2 separate regions of the Mus musculus genome follow, and region 1 is linked to region 2. A link is a contact called in public HiChIP or PLAC-seq data. All regions are on one chromosome and are shown on one strand. Each heading gives the region's core, a stretch centred on a gene start, on an enhancer-like site or on the middle of the called end of the contact. The rest is flanking DNA. Distances are from core to core; before and after follow the strand shown.

Region 1 (5,727 bases), core at 1,082-3,581, 330 kb after region 2:
AGCCTAGGGGGAGACCAAGGATAGATGTGTGAGCTTGTAAGTCCAGGCTGGATCCGACTCTGCCTCTTACTGGTAGATACATCACTCATCTGCCCAGGGGTGGAGATGGGGCAGGGGGAGGGGATGAAAAACACCCACAGCCCATTAACCTACTTTTGCAACTTCATTAAAACAGAGTCTCCGACATGTCGCCATAAATTGTCTTCTGAGGAAGAAGCCAAATCCAACACGGAGTTCAAGCAGCCCAGCCTTGCAGAAGTGGCCGCAATATGGAGTACCGAGAGGAAGAGGAACTGTGTGTGGGGTGGGGTGGGGTAGGAGCAGCACTCAGGACTCTGTGGGCTGGGCTACTCCAGTTCCTGGCACAGGGCCTCCTGGTGCAGATGAGAGACAAACAAGGGCTTTGGACTTTTTCTTCTGGAGAGAACAAGTCTCACTATGTAACAGAGGCCAGCCTCAAACCCATGATCCTCTTGCCTAAGACTCCAAGTGCTGGGATTGGAGATGTGTGCTACCACATTTGGCTAAAGAGCAAGCCTTTCTTTTCTCAGTTCTTGGAGGCCTCACTGATGCTTGAGAAGTGTTCTACCGTAGAGCTACATCCCTAACCCAGGGAAGAGCTCTTCTATAGCATTATACGTGTGATGCTCTGGCCAGGAACCCTCAGAGCTTCCTGGAGTCCCTCTCTACAAAGCTAAACCTCCTCTCAGCTTTACAAGGCCTCCTCCAAGAAGCCACGATTTAGAGCTTGGTATGGCAGCACATGCCTGCAATCCCAGGACTCGGGAGGCTGAAGAAGGAGGATCTCCGGTTCAAAATCAGACTGAACTACACAGTAAGGCCCTCTCTCAAAATAAGAAAACAAAACAAAACCAAAAAAGAAGTCCTCAGTTACTTAGCTTCTCTGTGTCTTATTTTACTCATAGGACTTTTTCTTCTGGAGAACAAGTCTCACTATGCAATTACATAATGCTATATAATCATGTGGTTGAATCTTAAATAGGACAGCCTATGGAAAATGCACAACACGTAGGACCGAGCACATTCTAGGGGTCAAATACATTGGCTATTATCATTGTCCTGCACTCATTTACCTAGGCTTTCAGCCACCTCTAAAGGACCTTTGAAGTTCACGGATTCCAGCTCCATGTCTTACACATGGGAAAAATAAGGCCTAAAAAGAAGAGACTTGGGTCAGAATCAGAACCTAGATTTTCTTTTACCCAGGCTCTTTCCCTGAGACATGCCCTTGCCCTTAGTTGAACAATGAAGAATTCATCTGGGGTAGTGTTGGGTTTTCTGTCACTGAGACAATGACTTGAGGAACAACTTCAAAGGCCATGTCTCTGCTCACAGTTTCAGGCCTTTAACTATGGCCTGGGCAACACTGTGTCCAGTGGAGCAGAGCATCATAGCTGTGATGATGTAGAGGACAGAGTTACTCAGCTTATGGAAACCAGGAACAGGACCCTCCAGAGGTATGCCCCAGTTGCCTTCCTCCATCTAAGCTCCACCTCCTAATGTTTCCATCACACCCTAAAACAGCGCCCCCAGCTGGGGACCAATTGGTTCCACATGCAAGCCTGTGGGGAAATATTTCATATTAAAACCATAACAAGCAGACTGGGGCTTCCTCTGCCACGAGCATTCTATTAGGAATGATTACTTTAGATCCTCTTTTCAAAAAGACCTCCCTGGAAATAAAGAACGAAAAGGAAAACAAAATGACTCACTCTGAATCCCACAACAAACGGGGACCTAGGAGCTGAAGAGTTGGTAAAGTGTTGGCCTAAAATGCCCAAAGCCCTGGGTTCAATCCTCACCACGTTATAAGATGGGTGTGGCGATATAAGCATGTATTCCCAGCACTCAGGAAGTAAAGGTAGGAGTCAGAAATTCCAGAACATCCTTGGCTACATATCAAATTCCAAACCATCATGGGTTAAATGAACCCCTGTCGCAAAGCCAAAAATAGAGAGAAAAAGAAAAAGGAAAAGAAACAAAAAATTAGTTTGACTGTCAGAAGGAAACACTGCAGGGCCAAGAGCAAGATGGCCTGGAGCCTAAACAGAGGGGTCCTCTTTTCTCTACACTGGCAGCCTGTCAGAAAAATACCCTGGGGTGTTACAGATCCCAGGCTTAGACCCTGGCAATGTGGTCTCAGAAATCCAAGAGGTGGGGCCCCAGAGGGGACATGTGCTTCCCAGGGCTTCCTTGTGAGAGAAAAAAATACTACAGGAAGTAGTTCCTGGGGTAGGTTCTTTGGGCTTGTCTACTCTGACAGGAAGTGGGGTACCAGGGAGTGAAGCAGACATGTTGGGCTCTGCTGGTCCAGGTATCTCACCCCGACATGCCTCAGTCCTGAGCCTGTAACTCCACCCTAGCTACAGCCCAAAACAGCACTCCATAAAACACACATTGCTTTAATTTTCCTTTGAAGGGGCAATTTAGCAGGCCACCTGCAAGCCCTTGGGAGAGTTAAGGAGATCTATCTTGTTTTCTCCAAGTGCCCTCCCCAAAGTGGATTCCTGAGGTCAAAGTTCACAGGTAACTATTGAGGAGGAAGAGTGTTTGGAATAAGCATAGTGTTTGCTGAGAGTGGAGAACAGAAGTATTTTTAAATTTATATGAAGGAAAAGAGAGAAAGCAGGAGAAAGCCAGGCCCAGCCAACAATGAGGAACACACAAATGCTGTGTGACTCAGCCTGGATCTTTTCCCTCTCTGGGTCTCCTGTAAGCAAATATCTCATAAAGTAAGAAATGTGTGACTCAGCTCCAGCCTCTGGGGCCCTCACACCTACTCAAGATGAGATTCTCTGATATTCATGCTCACAGCCAAACTTTACTTACAGAGCCCTGGCATTTTCCTTTTTGGGATCTTGCCAGGACTCACTAAGAGCAATTTCAGCCCCCAGCAACCACAGACCCTCCTCTGCCCTCAACTTCACCCCCTGGGTTCTTCTGCCTGTCTTCAAAGGTGGATTTTATTAGGCTGCTGGGAGGAGGGAGCCACCACCCTTCCTTAACTTTTTTTTTCCCAGGGATTTTCCCATGGCCTTTCTCTTCTTCTCTCTAGAGCAGGACTGAGGGGCAGCCGCTCCTTGGTCTCTGGATATATCCAAGATCCTTAGGGACCACAAGAGAGTGGGAGATGTAAGGGACAGGACCCTAGGGTGCCTTGCACAGGTACTGACTCCCCTTCAGCTCCCTGCAAGGAACATCTCCTGTCGGTAAGGTATGTGAAGCTCAGAAGTTTGGGGGTACTCTCTGCAGCCTCCACCAACTCCTCTCCCAGGGGTGATGTGGGAAAATGAGGGCTAGTCAGAAGCAGAAATGTAGGATGGGGGTCTCATTCACTCAGGAGCCCTCCCCCTTCTTCACACTTTGGAAGAGTTTTTCTGGTCTCTTAGAATTCCAGCCTCAGTATTCTCAGAGTAGGGTGATAAAACAAGGAGCCTGTTCTCAGGCTAAGAAGGGCTCCAGAGGTCAGGGTCGGGGATGGAAGGCAGGATATCTTGGCTGTGGGCCGGAAGACAGAAGTATGGGAACCCAGGGTGATGGGAAACTCCGGTCCCTGAGGTAGCAGCAGCAGCAGACCTCACCAGGGGCGCCCACTGGAAACTTGCCAAGCTTCTGCAGCCCCGGCATCCCAGTGGGGACCTGAGAAGGCCTGATGCCAAGTCACAGGGCTGGTTCTAAGGGATGGAAGGGCAGATTCTCCCCCAGCAGTTGTCAAGGGGAAGAGAAACAGAATAGAGCCCACACGAGGGGATTGAGAGGACCAGACAAACCTCAAATAGTGGAGTCTTGTAGTACTCTGTGTGTTAAGCTCCCCCTTTTGTCTGTCTGCTTTTTGCAATACTCTACATAGTCCTAGCTGTCCTGGAACTCAGTATGTAGATCAAAGTGACCTCAAATTCACAGAGCTCCCCCTGCCTCTGCTTCCCAAGTGCTGGAATTAAAGGCATGCACCACCAAGCCTAGTTTAGTTCTCAACCTTTTAAATATAAATAAATTGAAAATATAAGCAATAAGAAAGTGTCCTCATTTCATGCGGATATGCCTAGAATTCACACTCACCTACTTTCTCTGGATCTATAACCCGCCCAACTCAATTTCAACACCATCCATGGCTTACCACTTAACCTTCCCTCTAGGAAGTGGCTGTGTGTCAGTCTGCCGCTGGGCCTGTCTCTAGTCTTACCACCATGGATACACAGAATCTCAGAACAGGGAGGCCCCAGCACCTCATGGTACAACTACAAAGCTGACCAGAGAAACTGCTTGCTCGGGGATCACAGAGCTAGAAAGAAGCAGAGCAGGGACTTGAACGAGTTCATTGGTGTGCTCTCCTCTGTAGTCAGGCTCTCAGCCAGTTATACACATAGATGCCAGGCACCATGGTAGGCCAGGGAAGTGGAAATTAATAGGAGCCCTGCTTCTGAGGCTCAGCAAGGAGAGGGAACTATTCCACATCAACTTCCAAAAGAACATACCCTCTCCAAATGCAAAGCACCAATTCCTAAGAACAGTCAAAAGGCATGCATAAAGCCCAGCGCTGCATGAACCAGGTGTGGTGATAAACACATGTAACCCTGAAACTTGGGGAATAAGAGCAGGACAGGAGTTTAAGGTTATCCTAAGTCATATATTAAGTTCAAGGCCAGCCTGGGGCTACATGAGACCCTTTCAAACAAACAAACAAATAAACAAACCGGTGTCAAGTATATCGACATGCTTCTGTAATCCCAGCACTCAAGAGGGAGGGAAGTAGATCAGGAGTTCATGGCCAGTCTGGGTTGCACAGCAAGACCTTGCCTTAAAAATGGGACCTGAGAGAGCTAAGCATAGTGGAGCATGCTTTAGCCCCAGCACTTGAGAGGCAGAGCCAAGTGGATCTCTGTGAGTTTAAATCTAGCATGATTTATACATTGATTCACGGGACAGCCAGGGCTAGAGAGGGGTTAGAGAGGTGGCTTTGCAGTCAAGAGCAGTTGCTGCTCTTCCAGAGGACCCAGATTCTATTCCCAGTAACCTCATAGAAGCTCACAACCATTTGTAATTCCAGTTTCAGAGGATCATGTGCCCTCTTCTGGCCTCTCTAGGTACTACATGTTACACAGACAAGCAGAAAAAACATCCACATATAAAGTAAGAAGAAATATTTTTTAAAGGTGGAAATAGCCTGAGAAATAACACCAAATGCTTCCTCTACCCTGTCCTTATGCCTCCTGGAAGAGACAGGCACAAACCAGCAGCTATTGAGTGGCACTTTGACCACTCAGGCAGAGGCAATGCAAATATAAATAATTAGTCTTCATTGGAGACTTCATCTTTGTATGTGATAAGGCTGGAGGCAAGTTGGGACTAGATCAGAGAAAGCTGTGAATTCCAGCTGGAAGTCAACTATTTTTCATCGGAACTGGGGAATTACAGAAGGTTTCTATCCGGTGTGAAAGAGAGTCTCATGCAACAGGATTAGAGCTCTGCCCTGGAAGCAGCTCACAAATCAGACAGAATGCCTGTGAGAAAATGTGAAGCAACAAGAATGTTGGTGTGATACTGTCTCTGGAGGTGAGTGTGTGCTCTCACATGCAGATACATGCACACATAAGCCTGGTGATCTAAGAAAGCCTGCTTCCAACCAAACTACCCCAACCCGCTGTAGTGGGGAGGTGATGGACTTCCCTTCCCCCTTTGCCTCCTCATCTTCCTAGATACCTGGCT
Region 2 (6,274 bases), core at 1,842-4,341:
TGTGAAAAGTAGTTGAAAGCGTTGGTAAAATAGACATATAAAAACGTTGTGAATGTTAGATAAGATTCCCTTCTCCACTTTTCACTGTAGAAATGATGGACAGAGGTGACACGATATCTCTGTGTGTAAAACTGCTTGCAGCCTAGCCTGATGACCCTAGTCCAGTCCCTGTACCCACATGGTGGAAGAGAGAACTGACTCCTATAAGTTGTCCTCTGACCTTCATATGCACTTCAAGCCACAAGTGTGCCACCTGCATACATTCAACCATGTATATATGTGTGCATATATACACATGTATGAAGATATTTACATATATAGAAAGTGTGAAACATTTTAAAAGAGAAATGAAGAGATTAATTTCCTTCTACAAACAAAAAAATTCAAAAGGCAATTTTAGACAATTCTGAATTGCCTCAACCTCAGTCTCGCCTCACCTATTATACATGTAAAATGATTTGTTGGTTGCCATAGCCCATGGACCCACATCCCTTTAACACATTCTTCTTGGCACAGATAAGTGGCCTTCACTGTGGTAGTAGAATGAGAACAGAGAACGAATCATTTACCCACCTAGGTATGAGAATACAAGCCATAGGAGAACGTCCTCTATTTCAGAGCATCGTCCTTGGAGTCAGACATTGCCGTGATGATCCGGGAGGAGTCTGGGGATTACATGGGAGAGCGGTAGTGGTGCTTGATCCTGCATGATGGATTTCCAATTGAAATTAAGTCTAACAAGGCTCCCTGAGTCAGAAAATGTCATCAAGCCCTGTTCCTACTAACAACTTGAGAGCAGCTGGCTGGATTCACTCCATTAGCTACAGAGGGTGGAGGCAGAGAGTAGGGGCAGATGCTGCCCAAGGACCAGGAACATTCCCGGATCCAATGATGAAAGGCTAGCCTCCTCCCAGCTGTTTGGGATCATGGCTGAGCTAACCCTGATGGCTGGGCTGCAGAAGGGTCTCAGACACTCCTGTTTTTCCATTGGATGTATCCACACAACGGGTGTCAGGATGCTGGTTGACTGTCCGGGAGTGTCCTCTCTCCTATCCCTGCCTCCTGGCTGCCTGAAGTAGTTTCTTTCCCGAATTCTTTCTGAGTGCCTTGAAATATTGTCAGGGCTTCCCCCCCCCCCCAAGCATCTAGTTTGAGGCTCATCCTTTAAAGCAAGCCTATTTTGTCACAGTTGGGGCTTGGTAGAAACTTTTATGCATTATACTGCTATAGATTTTTTTTTTTTTTTGAGGCAGGGCTGAGGTTACAGGTATGTGTCATCATGGTTTGATATGGTGTTAGTGATTGAACCCAGGGCTTTGTGCATGCTAGGCAAGTACTCTACCAACCAAGTTATAGTTCCAGCCCCAGGTTTTCCATTGTTTTCACCCCCTTTTCTTGCCCAATCATGCATCTTCTCAATTTTCTCCCCATTCATTCCCTGTGTTGGCTAGGTGCATAGTTTATTTTATTTTTGACTATTTCAGCTCAACCCTGCATCTCCCCGATATCCTTATGGAAGCCATGTTCCCAAGAACTTGGAGCCTGGCGTTTTAAGAGCTTGGCTTTCTCTGTCGGTGGCCAGTTCTTTCATGTACAGGCTGTTGAGCGAGGAGACTCATGCCTGATACTTGCAGAGCTGGGCTAATGACTCAGTATGAACTGGTGGAGCTCAGAGGCACAACAGAAACCCATTTGTAATGTCCCCCCATCCTTAAGAGGCTGAGCAGCATCAGCAGGGATTAAGAGGAGGCTCCGGGGTTTGTTTTTGCCTCAGGAGGATCATCTTTAAAAACCATGTCCTCAGCATTAAAATGGGCTTGGATTTTCATCCTTTTATATGGTGGTGCCGTCTTCCTAGGGCTCCTGCCTTCGCTGTAGCATTTTTGTGGTAAGACAGACACAGTGTGAAACGTGCCATCTTAACCAGTGTTTAGAAGTGCATCAAGCACACTCACAGCGGTCTCTTGAATGGTCTCATCTTCCCAAGATCAAAGTCCGTACTTACTACACTACCTCCTGGCTCCCCCTTGCTGCCGTCCTTGGCACCCTTCCTCTAACTCACTCAGCTCCTTAGCATCATCTGACCACATTATGTAGTTCTGATAAATCCTGAGAATCCTCTCCACTTGGCCTCTGTAGACTTGTTCTGATGGGCTCCTGTCACTTCTTGGTTTGGAGTTCCTCTCTGAGAGGCAGTTCTGGGGCCTGGCCCTCATGTAAGTCATCTTTTCCCATCTGATCCTTAGGTATGGTCCACCCCACTTTCCTCTTGGTTCGGTTGGTCCTCATTTTCATATCCCATTCCTAATTTGTCCTGCTTTAAGAGACCCTCTTATCGGCATCCTCAAATGCCCCAACTGCTATGTGATGACCTTGTTGTCTCCCCGCATACACACATATTCAGCTGGATTGCTTGTCAGGCTGTTCTTATTTATCTTATTTCCTTCTCAGCCAAGAAGAGTCCCCAGTTCAGTGCTCTCTTTTTCTAGATCCTCAGTGCTCAAACTGTGGTCCATGTCCTGGCAACATTAACATCACTGAGGAGTTTGTCAGAAGTGCAGAGTCCCAGGCTCCACCCCTGACTTACTGAACAGTAATTCTCATTTTAACAAGACCTCCAGATTATAGTGTGCATGTTGAAGCCTAAGAAACACGGCCACAAGAGAGTGATAAGTAATTTATTTTGCAGGTGTTTATAAGTAAAAAAAAAAAAAAAAATCAACACCTGTAGCCTAGATTCAGATGGCATGGATATTGTTGAGGAGGGAAAGAACAGTATTTTGTATGCTTGGACTTCCTGGGGTTCTGAGAGAATGGCCTAGAAAGGCCTAGAGAGAAGCTGAGAAGGCCCAGGAGCCTCCATTCTCATGAGCAAGGCAGGAGGCTCACATAAGGAGAAGGTCCCCAACTGTCTGCTTCTTACTGAGGCAGAACGGAGATTCAGGTCCCTAAAATTCACTTGGAAGTTGGCTGACCATGTCTAGTCAGTCAGTGGTGCTTGTCTCAAAACCCAGCCGGGCTCTCAGCGGTTGGTTTCTGTCTCCATGGCTGGTGCTGACTCATCCTTTGTAGGAGGGCTGACTGTAGCTGGGAAAGGCTGAGGAGCCAGTGTAATTCTCTCCTTCTTCCTCACTCCACTGAAAGGGATCGAGGAGGGGCATGGAGAGCGGAGACAGGGTGTGGGAGTCAAACCTGTTCTTCGCATAGCAATCATCCAGTCTCACTCCAAGAAGTTGAGTCCACAGCTGGGAAAAACTGGAGCCAGTCTGAGTCTGCTTGGCTCGGAGCCAGCCTTCCTGTTTTTTTTTTTTTTTTTTGTTCTTTCTCTTTCTGGGGATCCACAGGAGTGGGAGCATCTTCCTCTAGTCTCAGGTATTAGAGAGCTGTGTCCCATGGAGGCAAAGGTTAGCTAGTGCTGCGAGTTTGAATTCTTGGGCTTTTGCCTGGCCCTCCTCTCTCATCTTCAAAAGAGGATGCCAGGATCCAAGATCTACTTGTGTAGGTTTTGTTTTTAGGGGCTATGCAGTAACTGAAGAACAAGGTGTTTTAGGACAACCTTGAGAGGGCTGTGGACTGTTGTGTGGGAAAATAATGTACACAAAATGTCTCTTTGCCTAGAGTCATGCTTTGTTTTTCTTGGTCCTTGGGTCTCTGCGTGGAGGCTCTATTGGTGAGGCGATGTGTTTCTTGTTCTAATAACAGTGGTCTCTAGAGCAGAGACCCGAGATACCACAGTCTGAGCAAAAGATCCCACGAGTGTCCCTTGTCATGTCCAAGGTTATCACCCTTAGGAGCAATCCTTTGAAGTCTGCCGCATGCTGTGATCTGGTCCTGGGTGTCTTATCTAGGGCTGGCATGAGATTGCTTACATCATCTGTAGTCAGATGTCTTGCTCCCGTAGGTCATACCAATGCTGACCCTAAACTACTGCTAGAACACTCAGTGTCTCTGTGCCCTCAACATGTCCACTCTTCTCACCTGGTGGAGGGCTCCTTGCAAGCCAGGAGAGGTGGCCCCCTCCTCTGTGTCCACTTCATGGAAGTGCAGTAGAGGCTGAGGAGGGGGGAATGTGAAGGAATCATACCCTTCTGGTTCAGAGAGTATGATAAGTTAACTCATTTGCAGTTCCTTGGTGAGAGAAAGAATATGCATTTTTCTGAACTCACTTTTAGGTCACATTGGGTTGCTTTGGTTGAGCAAAATTTGTGGTAAGGTTGTGACTTTAAGCCCGTATTGTTTATTAGGCTTCTTTTCTAAGGTTGTCCCGATTTGGGGAACTTGGAGATTGGGGGTGTATATTGGTGATAGCTGGTAAATGGGAAAAACATAAAATTTTAGTGAGGAGAAGCTATCTCAGGAATCTATAATGAGCACGTGTGTTATTTCTTTTCCAACAGGCTGCATAATTTTTATGACCAATTATTCCATTTGTAACGACGCTGAGATAACAGAGATCCCATCTCACGCTCCACGGCACACGCCAGGCACTCATGGGAGCTCAGGGACACTGTCCCTTCTTCAAGAATTGGACAGCTAGAGTGTTTCCACCAAACTGAATACTAGCAAGGGGGTAGGGTGGGGAGGAAGATGTGAGCCTTTTATAAATAGCAAAGGGGAGAATGAGCTAGATGGGAGGGGGGCATTGGGTATTCCGGGCTTTAAAGTGAAGGAAAAATTGACTGGAGAATAAGTCAAAAGATCAATCTTTTGGCACAAGAATTTTGTGATCCAATATGGCTTTCCAGTGGGCTTTCCTTACACTTCACAAGTGCACAGGTGTCTTCAGCCATAAGTGCTGGAGCCATCCTAAGCTTCAAGGAGCCAGCATTTTTGCTAAGGATTTGGAGGCTCAGATGGAAAAGTTTGGCTTGGGGAGGTTTAGAAAAAGACAATCCCCAGGTGAGGCTCTAAAGGGAGCTCACCTTTGGGGCTGGTAGGCTTCTTTCGTGTGTGTGTGTGTGTGTGTGTGTTGTGTGTGTGTGTTTGTAAAAGTCAGAAGAAACCTCAGGTCTCATTGTTTAGGTGCCATTCATTTTTATTTTATTTTTGAGCTAGGGTCTCTCATTGGCCTGGTTCATATATATATATATATATATATATATATATATATATATATATATATTCATTCATTTATTTTCACTTTTTTTTTTTTAGTATAGAATAGAGTTTATTCATGGGGAGGAGAGTGAAGAGGGCAGTAGAGGCAGAAAAAGGCAGAGAGAAAGAGTAGAGAAGTAGAGGAATAGAGGCCCCGGCCATGAGCATGTGGAGAGAGGGGGGAAGGGAATGGGGAAGGGGCGAGGGGACAGAGTGGGAGCAAGAAAGGAAGCGAAAGAGAGGAACAAGAGCCTCATTATTATTTTTTTTTTAAGCTAGGGTCTCTCATTGGCCTGGAGCTCAACAAGTAGGTTAGGCTGCTGGCTAATGTGCTTCCAGAATCTGTCTCTGCCTACCCAGCCCCTGTAATTACATATCCATACCTAGATTTTGTTTTTTAAAATGGATTCTGGGATTGGACTCAGACCCTAGTACTTGCAGCAAATATGTTCCTGGCTGAACTCTCTCCCCATCCCCTGCTCTTCCATCACACATAGTGTTCCTGTCAGGAGATTGTTCTGCACTGCCCAGACAGACCTGGTGGTCAGTTGCTCAGGTCCGAAGCAGGCAGGTTAGTGATTGGCTTCTAGCTGCCGCCAGTGACTGGCCTAGTCCTGCTTCCAGGATCTCCTCCAAGGTCTTTCCCATCAACTTGCCCTTTTACCACATTTCCGTCTGGTTTTTCTTGTCTACTAATTGTTCAGCGTGAGGTATTTGAAGTCAGGCAGGCCTCGGTTTGAGTCCCACTTAGTATTACATTACTTAGACTCTTTGATGTTCTTTTCCCATCTGTAAAATGGGGATAATAAAGCCCTACCTCTCAAACCTAGTTGTAAGAATTAACTAGGAGGATGTGTAAGCGAGGGCTTGGCACATAGCAAGTGCTTCCTTCATAAAAGGCAGTTAACAGTTTTACTTTGAATTCCCTCTCTCCACTTCCCATCCACTTTTCGTTAGAGTACATGGAATCAGAGAGCAAAGATTGATGTCCAAATGGACAGACAGACATACAAGTTTAACTGTAAGGTAAGTGGGAGGACAGGAGGACGGATACCACGGTGACAGAATCATAAATACAGTGACAGAAGGACAACAGGGGACGCGAGGCAGAAGCGGAGAGGAAATGAAAGATACTGTGATAGACAAGGGGTGGAGGAGAAGTAAGGAAAGATGTGAG

The links. HiChIP or PLAC-seq counts read pairs in DNA pulled down with a chosen protein or histone mark.
Region 1: a CTCF HiChIP or PLAC-seq map of the NIH/3T3 cell line shows a contact between it and region 2, with 7 read pairs. The contact joins two enhancer-like sites. A contact is called at or near these places in 1 of 15 datasets of contacts at CTCF or cohesin (the NIH/3T3 cell line) and 1 of 115 datasets of contacts at active chromatin or transcription factors (SST interneurons).

Annotation. Positions count from the first base shown.
Region 1 is chr15:103,125,865-103,131,591 of GRCm38.p6, forward strand. It overlaps D930007P13Rik (Riken cDNA D930007P13 gene), which reads right to left. Exons shown (of 7, transcript NR_045743.1): 4 at 1,095-1,174; 5 at 154-374; 6 at 1-3. Among named protein-coding and RNA genes, the nearest start is that of D930007P13Rik, 18 kb to the right of the region's middle. Within about 2 kb of position 2,332, at least 26 of the 459 cell types and tissues checked have an H3K27ac peak or open chromatin away from gene starts, as enhancers often do. A contact at or near this core is called in the NIH/3T3 cell line, where this site is marked.
Region 2 is chr15:102,799,345-102,805,618 of GRCm38.p6, forward strand. The region is part of intron 6 of Gm36560 (a long non-coding RNA gene); the gene reads left to right. Among named protein-coding and RNA genes, the nearest start is that of Gm36560, 48 kb to the left of the region's middle. Within about 2 kb of position 3,092, at least 59 of the 459 cell types and tissues checked have an H3K27ac peak or open chromatin away from gene starts, as enhancers often do. A contact at or near this core is called in the NIH/3T3 cell line, where this site is marked.